Regions from separate parts of the Xenopus tropicalis genome. Here region 2 is linked to region 1. The links are chromatin contacts, called in public Hi-C maps. All regions are on one chromosome and are shown on one strand. The core of a region is the stretch at or near the end of the contact, and the rest is flanking DNA. Distances in the headings are between cores, read along the strand shown.

Region 1 (5,015 bases), core at 1,181-3,680:
TCTTTGTGATTAATCCCAAGGTTCTATCCCTACATATTATGACAAATATTTGATCTCTAACTCTATATTTGATATTTGTTTATTTCTTGTTATACATGTTAATACTTACCGAATGTGATATTGTCTGCAATCCTCAAATGGTTTCTTGTTCCCCCTTCCTTCTTCCTTTCTGTATCCCCTATTTGAAAACCAATAAAGAAAGAATGATATAAAATGGAGTCTATAGGAGACAGGCTTTCCCTAATTTGGATCTCTTTGGATATCGGGTTTCCGGATAACGGATCCCACACCTGTATGTGCATAATAATGTGCATAATCGAAAATTGCCATTTTAAGAATTAAGGGCCGCCTACTGGGATCATAGGATTCACAGTGCATACAAACAAATCAAGGGCACACATACTGTACATGCTAGGTCAGTTCAGCCAATGAATGTGTAGAGTTCTGTCTTTTACTTCCACACTACTTCCTGTTACAGTATGGTGAGATTCTTCAATAGGTCATTTAATATAATAGAAACTATCTGTTGGTTAAGTATTTATTCTGCGGGTATAGTTTTCCTTTAATGTTACAATTGAAGGTCTGTGGGAAAATGACATGGGTTAGCTGAGGAGCCAGAAGCAGCTGAAGCTTTGACTCTCAAAAATTACCCATAAATAAAATATTTATTATGATTTAATTGAGATTTCTATCTGCAAATAATCCAACTCTGTAGCACTACAGCAACCAACACCTGTCGATAGTGGGTGCTGGAAGTTGTAGTTGAGCAACCTCTGGAGGGTTGTCTATTCCTCCTTTAAAAACTCATTAGCTTGGAGCATTGGGTTCATTTGTTAGCATTGGAGCATGTGTAAAGGAGGGGAGTAGAAAGAATAAATTCTGCATAAAGCTCAAGGCGGTCCTGGAACAGCTGTTTGCATCCTGTGCACCGAAAGCTTTTAATAATAAAGCAGACAATGGCGGCTTGAAATGGAGGAGGACTCCCTCTGCAGGGGGGGCACAATGAAGATTGGCCTGTAGTAACTTTGTTTGATCTCCAACCTCTCAGCAGAAGGACCGAGTGGGTCAGCAAAAGTGAGATGCCTTTTTCAGCCACTCAAAGGCATTCATGTGTTAATGGGGTGTCAAGCAGAGATCAGTGAGCTTCTCTGCCTGGGTTAAACTGCAAGGAAGAAGGAAAAAAAGTAGGGGGGGGGAAGGATAAGAAAGAAGGAGCTGAAGCGGTAGAGGCCTTGAATACCATCACAGCCTGCAGGAAATTCTAGGCCTCCCCCATGTGAAGTTGCTTGTGTTCCGGCTGAGGGAGGAGGAGAGGAGGGGGCCCCTGAGCTTTCTTATTCAGGCGACTATTGAAAAGCATTCAACAATGCAGGAGAAAGCTTGAACAATGAACCCCTGCTCGGCCTTCAGTGCTCTGCTCTAAACAGCCATTTAACCTCCCAAAAAAAGGCTGAAAGTGACACTAAAGCTGCAAATGAGCCTTTATCCCTACCTCCTTGTTTCTCGCTAAGCTGGAGGCCATTTGCAATTTGAGGTCCCCTTAGTACTGTCCTCTCCCTGACTCAGGAGCAACACAAAATTACCCACCCCCAACCAACACAAAATAGCCATCCAGTAATTATAGCAACAGGCAGCCTTGTACAGGCCAAAGGAAATGGGAGGCTCTGCTATGAGTGTTTAACAGGTGCCTGATATTGGTAGAGGTTTCTATGTAGATCCCAGGGCCAAATGGAAAAAACAGCGACAGACTTGAAGAATAACAAAATGAGTCTTAAATGACTGTACGCAATAAAATTCAATGAGCAAGTAAGACAGTTGCATTTTTGGGTTCCTGGCAATCCTTACATTTTTATTTGATGGCTAATGCAGGGCAGTGCCATCAGCATCGGTACAATGTCCACCTGGACCACTTATCTCATTGGGTTGCACCACTGTTGCCCATCTATGCTTTATGTGCCAGTTTGCGGTGGGAGTAGTCAGCATTGGCCAGAGGTAAAATATTTACAAACCTAAACCAAACTGAAAGCAGGCAAGGTTCACACATCCCAATACATGATGCTGACACAGCAATGAATACAGATGAATAAACATGAGCAAAGGCTTGCAGCTTGTGAGAAAAAGGAATTAGACTTGTGCGGGTGTAGGTCTAAGAGGGCAGAAATGTGGCTTTATCATTTGTCTGGTGGGAGGCATGATTTGAGAAAGATGGCTTCCTTGCTGACATGGTCTCCTTACAGCGTGGGGAATGGTGATGTGCCCATTGATAACTCCACATAGTGTGTATAATGACAGTGTCCTCATTGACAACTTACTCCACACACAGTTTGAGGAATGATGGTGTCCTGATTGACAACTCCACACAGTGTGTATAATGATGGTGTCCTGGTTGACAACTTCACACACAGTACCTGTATGTATAATGCTATAATAGTGTCCTCATCGCACACAGTGGGTGGAATGATGGTGTCCTCACTGACAACTCCACACAGTATGTATAAAGGTGGTGTCCTCCACACTGTCCAATGGGGCGTATTTATTAACATTGGAGACAAATGTTGCAGATGATGTTGCCCATAGCAACCAATTAGCAATTAGATTTGAACGGTCAGTTCAGAAGCGTAACTATAGAGGAATACACCCCAATGTGTATTATCATGGTGTCCTGATTGACAACTCTGCACACAGTGTGCAGAATAAAAGTGTCATCATGTAATTTTCCCAGCCAGGTGGGATTAAAGGAAAACTATACCCAGTCGCGTAACTAATCATCCCCAGGCCTTGGTGCAGGGCATGCAGCTGCAGATTGCAGATATATGATTTAGAAAGTAACCCTAACATTCCAAATTCCTCAAAGTACAGGGTGCAATCCTGTGTTTTAGGACTCAAATCTAAAACCAGTCACAGATTTACTGCAGTCTGTGTGATTGTGCATATGATGTAATAAAGTCACAATTTTGAGATTAGTGATACTCAGAGTTCCCTGTATAACTCTAACTCTCTTCTAGTATCCTTATCATTTACAGTAGGGGGTATAATACATAAGTAATACTCAGAGTTCCCTGTATAACTCAGCCTGCAGCCTTGTGCCTTTATATGGGCACAGAACCCCTCAGTGACTGCTAATATCCTTATCATTTACAGTAGGGGGTACATTATCCCTTATAATACATGAGTGATACTCAGAGTTCCCTGTATAACTCAGCCTGCAGCCATGTGGCTTTATATGGTCACATAACCCCTCAGTGACTTCTAATATCCTTATATTACAGGGTACATTATCCCATAGTGATACTTAGGGGCAGATTTATCAAAAAACTCTCTGATCGTATAATGATCTGATCGTATAATGGCCGAAAAGTATGATTTTTTTTCGTATCTGGATGATCATAAAATGCAGGAAAACCACGACGCAAACTATGAAAAAGCCGCAGAAAATATGCATAAGTTGTAACCTTTAAAAAAAAAAAAAAAATTTTTTTTGTATTCGGACCAGTCATACTTTGATGAATGTGCCCCATAGAGTTCCCTGTAAAACTCAGCCTTCAGCCTTGTGCCTTTATATGGTCACAGGACCCATCAATGACTTCTAACATCCCTATAATTTACAGTAGGGGGTACATATTTATAATCTTTTCCTGTATTCTCTTAAGCTCCTGTAATTCTGCTGTACCATAATGCTGTTTAATGAGCTGTCGCTCTATAGAGTCAAAGAGGCTAACACCCTGGATGTAAGCCAGCAATTTCCATACTTACATGCTCCGAGCTATGTTCTAACATTGCCTATTGGCCAGATCCCAGGGCTAGCTCTTGCCTTGATTTCACACATTTATCAGTTATTAGAAGCTAACAGCATGCCTGGCAACTCCTAGCTAATTGACTGCTCTGGCTCTATGTACTTGGCTATAAAGCAGAGCTCCGTTCGGGACAGGGAAGTAGGGTAAACGCAAGCCAACACAAACTGCCCTTTTCAGTAATTCACCTATCCCCCTGCACTCATGGGCTCACCAGTCTTCTACCATTACTGTTATACCCATGCAGAGCTCACTTGGATCTAATTGGCAACCATTTCTATTGCAGCCCACTGTACTCTCATTGTGACCCAAGCACATTTTTTGATCCTCATACAAACACCCTGCAGCAGTGGGGCAGCAGTGGAGGCACTCATTGCACACACAGTCATGGGTCAAACTCAGTATATAAGCCCTATACTGGGGCAATAGGTACTTTTTTTTCATGTGCCAATTGACCCTGCTGGTATTATTCTATCCTTCCAGCGCTCAGCCTGGCAAATTGATTAGCAACAGAAACATTATGAAACTTGCGGCTGAGTACATTTCCATGGCTGGGTCTAATCTTTAAGTTAACTGGATCTGACGTTTTTATTTATACTTTGCTGCACTGCATGGAAACCAGATGACAATGCTAATCAAGAGCAGCTCCTTGTGGCAACTGTAGGCAATGCATGCAGCCACAGATTATTTTGCTCAACAAGTGCACGGCTTAGTGAAGACTGAGCCACGCTGGAACTTGATTGGGCCATATTTCCATCAATGAGCAAATGTGGTTATTGCCTGAGTGCATTTGCAAGCAATGCTTTATAGTAATATGGTTGATTTTCGGCCAGATATCAGTTGGTCAGGCCTCATATTTAGCCAATAAGCAGCGACTTGGATAAGAAAAGACCAATGTTTGGCCAGCATTGGTCTTGGATCAGTTAGGCCCCTATCTCAGAGTCGTCCCTGTGCAGGGAGGGGATTTAGTTTTACCATAGAGAATACTGTAGAGGAAAAAAAATAAGCATAAGGCTCAAACAAAAGTGACAGTGAATCTTTATTGCATACAGTAGGTCCTTGCGTGTACTGTGTCGGCTGCGCACCAGCGTACAGCATTCCATAGCCACAGAACAAAGGCTAACCTGTTGGATAGAACACCCCCAAACAGCACACAAGATGTAGGCAAAATGATTTGTACCATTCCAGTTGGGCATTTATACATTCAATAAGGTTACCTCCAGC
Region 2 (5,015 bases), core at 1,752-4,251, 320 kb before region 1:
AATGTTAATTCTACTCCAGTCCTATCCTATGAGAGACTATATGTAGTCTTGTTTAAACCACTCCCAGGTTTATATGGTAATTGAAACCCTAGCAACCAGATAACTGCTGAAATTCCAAATTGGAGAATTGCTAAACAAAAGTGAAAAACACAAACCACACACAAGCACAAATAGTGAAAAAAAGACTAAAATTGCAGATTGTCTAGGAATATTACTCTCTATATCATGCTAAAAGTTAACTCCAAGGAGAACAACCCCTTTAATATGTTACTATTTATCATTAGGTGCTGAATTTAGTTAGGTAGCCACAGAGATCCATCACCTATAATGGCACTGTGTTATGGGGATCATCACATTGGTTCTGTTCTGTAGGTGCTGTGCCCAAGTGCAGATGTTTGCTCAGACACTGGAAAGCGGTCTCGGTGGAAGAAAGAGAAGGAGCAGGGCTTGTACAGGTCAGACATTGAGAGCCTTGGGCTGTCTGCACAGGACCTGCGGGACCCTGGTTGTATAGTGAGTACTTTATTTGTGATTTACCATTATGGCCACTGTGACTTGATAATTTACACACAGACATCCCTAAAGGTGCACATTAACTCAGCCATCTTTGTTTCCTTCCAGGTGCTGGCATTTAAGGAAGGAGAGCAAAAAGAGAAGGCTGGAATCCTTAGGTTACGCGCCATGAATTCTTCCCTGGAAAGAGGCTGTGTATGTGTTTGTGGGGAGCCGCCAGACGAGCTCATGCTCAGATGTGAGCTGTGTCAAGACTTATTCCATGGGCTGTGTGTGCCCAGCCCCCGGCTCTCAAATCACCGTGGTGCACACACTATGCCATCTCTTATTTGGTGGGAATGGGACAGCCGTTTCTTGTGCTCACTGTGTGTGCGCTCGCGGAGGCCTCGGCTGCAGACCATTCTCTCTCTGTTGGTCGCCCTCCAGAAACTGCCAGTGCGACTGCCAGAGGGCGAGGCTTTACAGTGTTTAACAGAGCGAGCCATGAGCTGGCAGGATCGCGCTCGCAGGGTGCTAGCCACGCCGGAAATTTCTTCTGCCGCAACAGCACTTGCAGAGCGCAGGCAAAAAATGCAGCAGCATTGTAAAGATCCCCAGGCACTGAGAGAGACAACCCGGAATGAACAGAACCCAGTAAGTCGTGGGGGGTTTTGCTGGGTAGGGAAGCAAATAACACACTGGGATTTATCAATAGACATCACCTGATAGCCACAATGTTGCTAGAGTTGGTGTATAGTTAGTTAGGTGAGTAATACAGACAGGTGCTCCCTATGTGCTACATGGTTTGCCAGAAAGATATCTATTGAGGCACTATTGTGAGGCACTATTGATGGTGATCGTTTCTCAGTGGCTACCACACCGTACGGTTGACCGGTTGGTGTTTACACCAGTGTGTGGCAATTGTTGATCTGCAAGTGCAGTTTGGGTGCATCTACCAGTCAATGTTGATTAGAGGCTTGGCCATAATCCTCCCAAACTGACTCAAACTAAAATGACTGGTCGGACCCAAGAACCTGGTGGCCATACACTGGTTAACCCTCGGTCATGCCAAACAGGTTATTATATGGCTGGCTAGATACAAGGATGCTAGCATCCTCTGCATACCTCTGCCAGTGCTCCATGACCCAGCATAGTTCAGTGCCCCCTCCCTAAATTTAGCTAACTTTCCCAAGTGGTCAAGTCAAAAATCTGTTCAATCAAATCTGAGCAGAACATGTATGGCTATCCTAAGCCTGGGAGACCAACAAATTAGAGGTAGGGAGGGTGTCATTATAGAGGCCCTGTTTGCTCATTGTACCTACTTGAACATGGTCCTGCGGTTTGGGATCCTTACACTAACACTGCTGGTTGTGTGGGTGACATGAACAATCACAGATCATGCCCACGTCCAGCTATGTGGATCATAAGAGTATTTTGGGCGAGAAATGCCTGCTTTTGTGTTTTCAGGCTGATTTATGCTTCCACTCCATGTAGCTGGATGTGGGCAGAATCTGTGATTGTTAATGCAGCTAAAAGGAGCTGCCTATTGGAGCTGATGCATGTCACATGACCGGGGCCTAATATTATCTTTTCCCTCTGTTAGGGTAAGAACCCACGGAGCGAGTAACTGACCCAAAAAGGCTTACCACCGGCAACAATAGAAGTCGCTGGTGGAAAGCCTTTCCCATCACTTATATTTCCAAAGTTGCCTGCTGGGGGGTTCTTACCCTTGGGCTCAGTAAAGATAGCTAGATTTCCAATGCACAGATTGGAAATATATTGGACTTCTGCCAAAACAAAACATGGGGTTGGTTTTTTTTTTTTTTGGTTTTTTTACAGAGCGCATATCTAGTTAAACTGACTTTAAAAGAAAAACATTTATAGCATAAGTTCTATTTATTCTGCTTATGTTGATTAAAGTTGTTGGGTTCACTCCCTGAAGCGGCTGTGCTGGCAGATACATTAGATAGCTTCAAGGAATGGCCGGGAGTTTTTATAGCAAGTGTTTATTTCCATCTTTTGTCCCCTCCTCTCTGCTCGGCACTGTGGTTGCTCTAATCTAAACCGTTGATCTTATTTTTGTCAGGTCCCACAAGAGAATGGTGACTGTCACACTGAGAATGGCACTTGCGCGATGCCAGGTAAGTGTATACACCTTTGCCATGTGTATATCCGTGTTGGCTTCCTGTGTGTTGCTCATATTCTTGTGCCCACCCCTCAGATCTAGATGCCATGGCTGCCCTGCTCCCTCGTTTAGAAAAGACAGCGATTCTGGAGTTGTCGCTAGGCTCTCGAGCGCTACTGGAAGACTTGATGTTGGAGGGGGACCTTCTAGAGGTGTCGCTGGAAGAAGAAGCGAGCATTTGGCGATTGTTACTGGCATCTCAGGTGCCCTGTATAGAGAGACTGCGCACTTTGATAGAGGTAGGCCTTCTCCCGAAAATATCTGCCAGCTTCACTTGCACTTGGGGAAAAACAAGGGAACAACTTGAGGAATGGTACTTCCTGGCTTCCTGTACTGAAGCTATAGTGAAACACAGCTAGACAACATTATGTCCTCAGGGCTTACTGCTTCTCTACTCACTAGCATGTTATAAAAAATATAAATTTAATTTCTGATTCACTAATGCTGTGCCCAAGGCTAAAAGCAGTGAAATAAAAGTGTCATGGATACAAACAGAGGGCAGATATCTACTTCTTTGGAAGGGCGAGTGCATTCACATAAAGGGACCCCCACAAAGAATTCAAAACAGGATTATCCTGGACAAAGCAACTAATCTCCTCCCTGGAGGTGTATTTGTGTTTGGCCGGGGCAGTGTAAAATCTCCCCCTCCTCTGCCTGGGAGGGAAGCCTGAGATTAAAGGGGGGAACTCCAAGCCTGTTAAAGCAGCACACACCTGTAGGGGTATTTGGTTTCTCCGTACAGATGGGCACTCTGAATAGCGGAGAGGGTCTGTAATATAGTCCCACTGTTTGTTTCATGCTGAAGCAGAGCCATCATTGGCCTGGGGCTGTGTTTTGCAAATCAAGCTTGATAAATACTCAGCCAATGGCAAGGCAGAGATATGGATCTATTACCCATCATATTATATAGAAAGGGGAAGGTAAATATCTGCTGTCTTTATTCCATCCCTCTGACAGATTGAAAGGTGTGAGCGTAGGCTGGCTCGGCAAAAAGGCAAAGACCCAGAGAAGAGGAAGAAGAGGAGGAGCGAGCGGGGTGATGGCTACTCTCCCCCCATTCTCCCAAAGGAGGAGCTGGGTCCAAAGAGGTGCCGCAGTGACATCCGAGCGCAGGAGACCCTCTCTGATAAGGAGAGCCCCAGGAAAGGAGGGAGTGAATGCAGCCAGAATGGAGGAGAGGTGAGAACTTTAAAATCTGAGCATAATACACAGCATGACACCCCAGCATTATTAAATATCACCCTAGGTTGCCTTTAAAATGATGCAGCCAGTGGCAATCAATTGCCATATTGTTGCACCAATCATCCATGTGGTGTTTCACTCATTGCCACTTAGGGACATTGGTGCCATTTACTTGGATTATCATAACGGATATACTGGGAATTCCATAGCTGTTTAACCCGTTTAGGCCATGGCTCTCCAGCTGTTGCTGAACTGCAGTTTCTAGCATTTTAATGGTTGCATGGGAATGCTGGGAGTTCAGTGCTAGCTTATCCAGCTTGCAGTGCGAGGGTCACATTACACTATAGCAGGGGTCCCCAACCTTTCATTCCCTGTGTGGACTGGCAGCCTACAGAAGGCTCTATTTGGCATTACACTTGGTTTTTATGCAACCAAAGCATGCCTCCTTATCAGAAATTCAAAAATGAGCACCTGCTTTGAGGCCAATAGGAGCAACATCCAATGGGTTGGTGAGCAACATGTTGGTTGGGGAACAGTGCACTATAGTTTTGCTGCTGAATTGTGCTTAGTGTAGAGGAATTTTGTGTCCAGTTGGCCATATGCAATAAATGTTGCCAAGTCTTGCTCCTTAGTGGCCCATGTGTGGGGCCCTTGAGAGTGATATTTGGCTGAACACTATGCAGCAACCTATCAGGGTAGTTTGAAAGTCCCATTGATTGAGGCAAAATGTAATTGTTAAATGGCTGTTCCATTTAAAACCCCTGCCCTTGTACAGTGCTACATTATATGTTGGCAATTTATACAGTAACAAGCAATGACATGATCCTTGGACTTTTGGAGCTTTAAAAGGAGAGAGGGAAGGCATTGGTGCCTGTGACTTGCCATGGTCTGTTCTGTGGGTGGGGGTGTACAATAGGACACCGGGCACTTCCTGTTTATGCCATTGTGAATGGATTTGTTTTGGTTAATCTGTAGTGCCCTACGTGCTCATCTACTTGTATCTGTTCCCACACAGAAGCGCTTGTGACATTCGGCCAGGGGACCTGACCCAATGACGCCGGGACAGTAACACTCCTCTCCGGACGGACACTCAGTTTTACCTCGCTGAAGAATAGTGAGAGGCGGATGTATGGGAGGCCAAAAACAAACACAGGTG

Evidence for each region. Hi-C and Micro-C count contacts between places; a contact is called where the count stands out from the background.
Region 2: a Hi-C map of brain shows a contact between it and region 1, with 2.7 times the contacts expected there. The contact joins two enhancer-like sites. A contact is called at or near these places in 2 of 5 Hi-C or Micro-C datasets (brain and neurula embryo).

Annotation. Positions count from the first base shown.
Region 1 is chr8:25,773,081-25,778,095 of UCB_Xtro_10.0, reverse strand. It overlaps slc27a4 (long-chain fatty acid transport protein 4), which reads right to left. Exons shown (of 13, transcript XM_004914188.4): 13 at 4,807-5,015. Among named protein-coding and RNA genes, the nearest start is that of urm1, 11 kb to the left of the region's middle. Within about 2 kb of position 2,430, at least 5 of the 11 cell types and tissues checked have an H3K27ac peak or open chromatin away from gene starts, as enhancers often do.
Region 2 is chr8:26,090,102-26,095,116 of UCB_Xtro_10.0, reverse strand. It overlaps kdm5c (lysine demethylase 5C), which reads left to right. Exons shown (of 28, transcript NM_001079251.1): 23 at 373-513; 24 at 622-1,146; 25 at 2,579-2,633; 26 at 2,714-2,916; 27 at 3,635-3,856; 28 at 4,875-5,015. The coding sequence ends at 4,886. Among named protein-coding and RNA genes, the nearest start is that of kdm5c, 20 kb to the left of the region's middle. Within about 2 kb of position 3,001, at least 1 of the 11 cell types and tissues checked has an H3K27ac peak or open chromatin away from gene starts, as enhancers often do.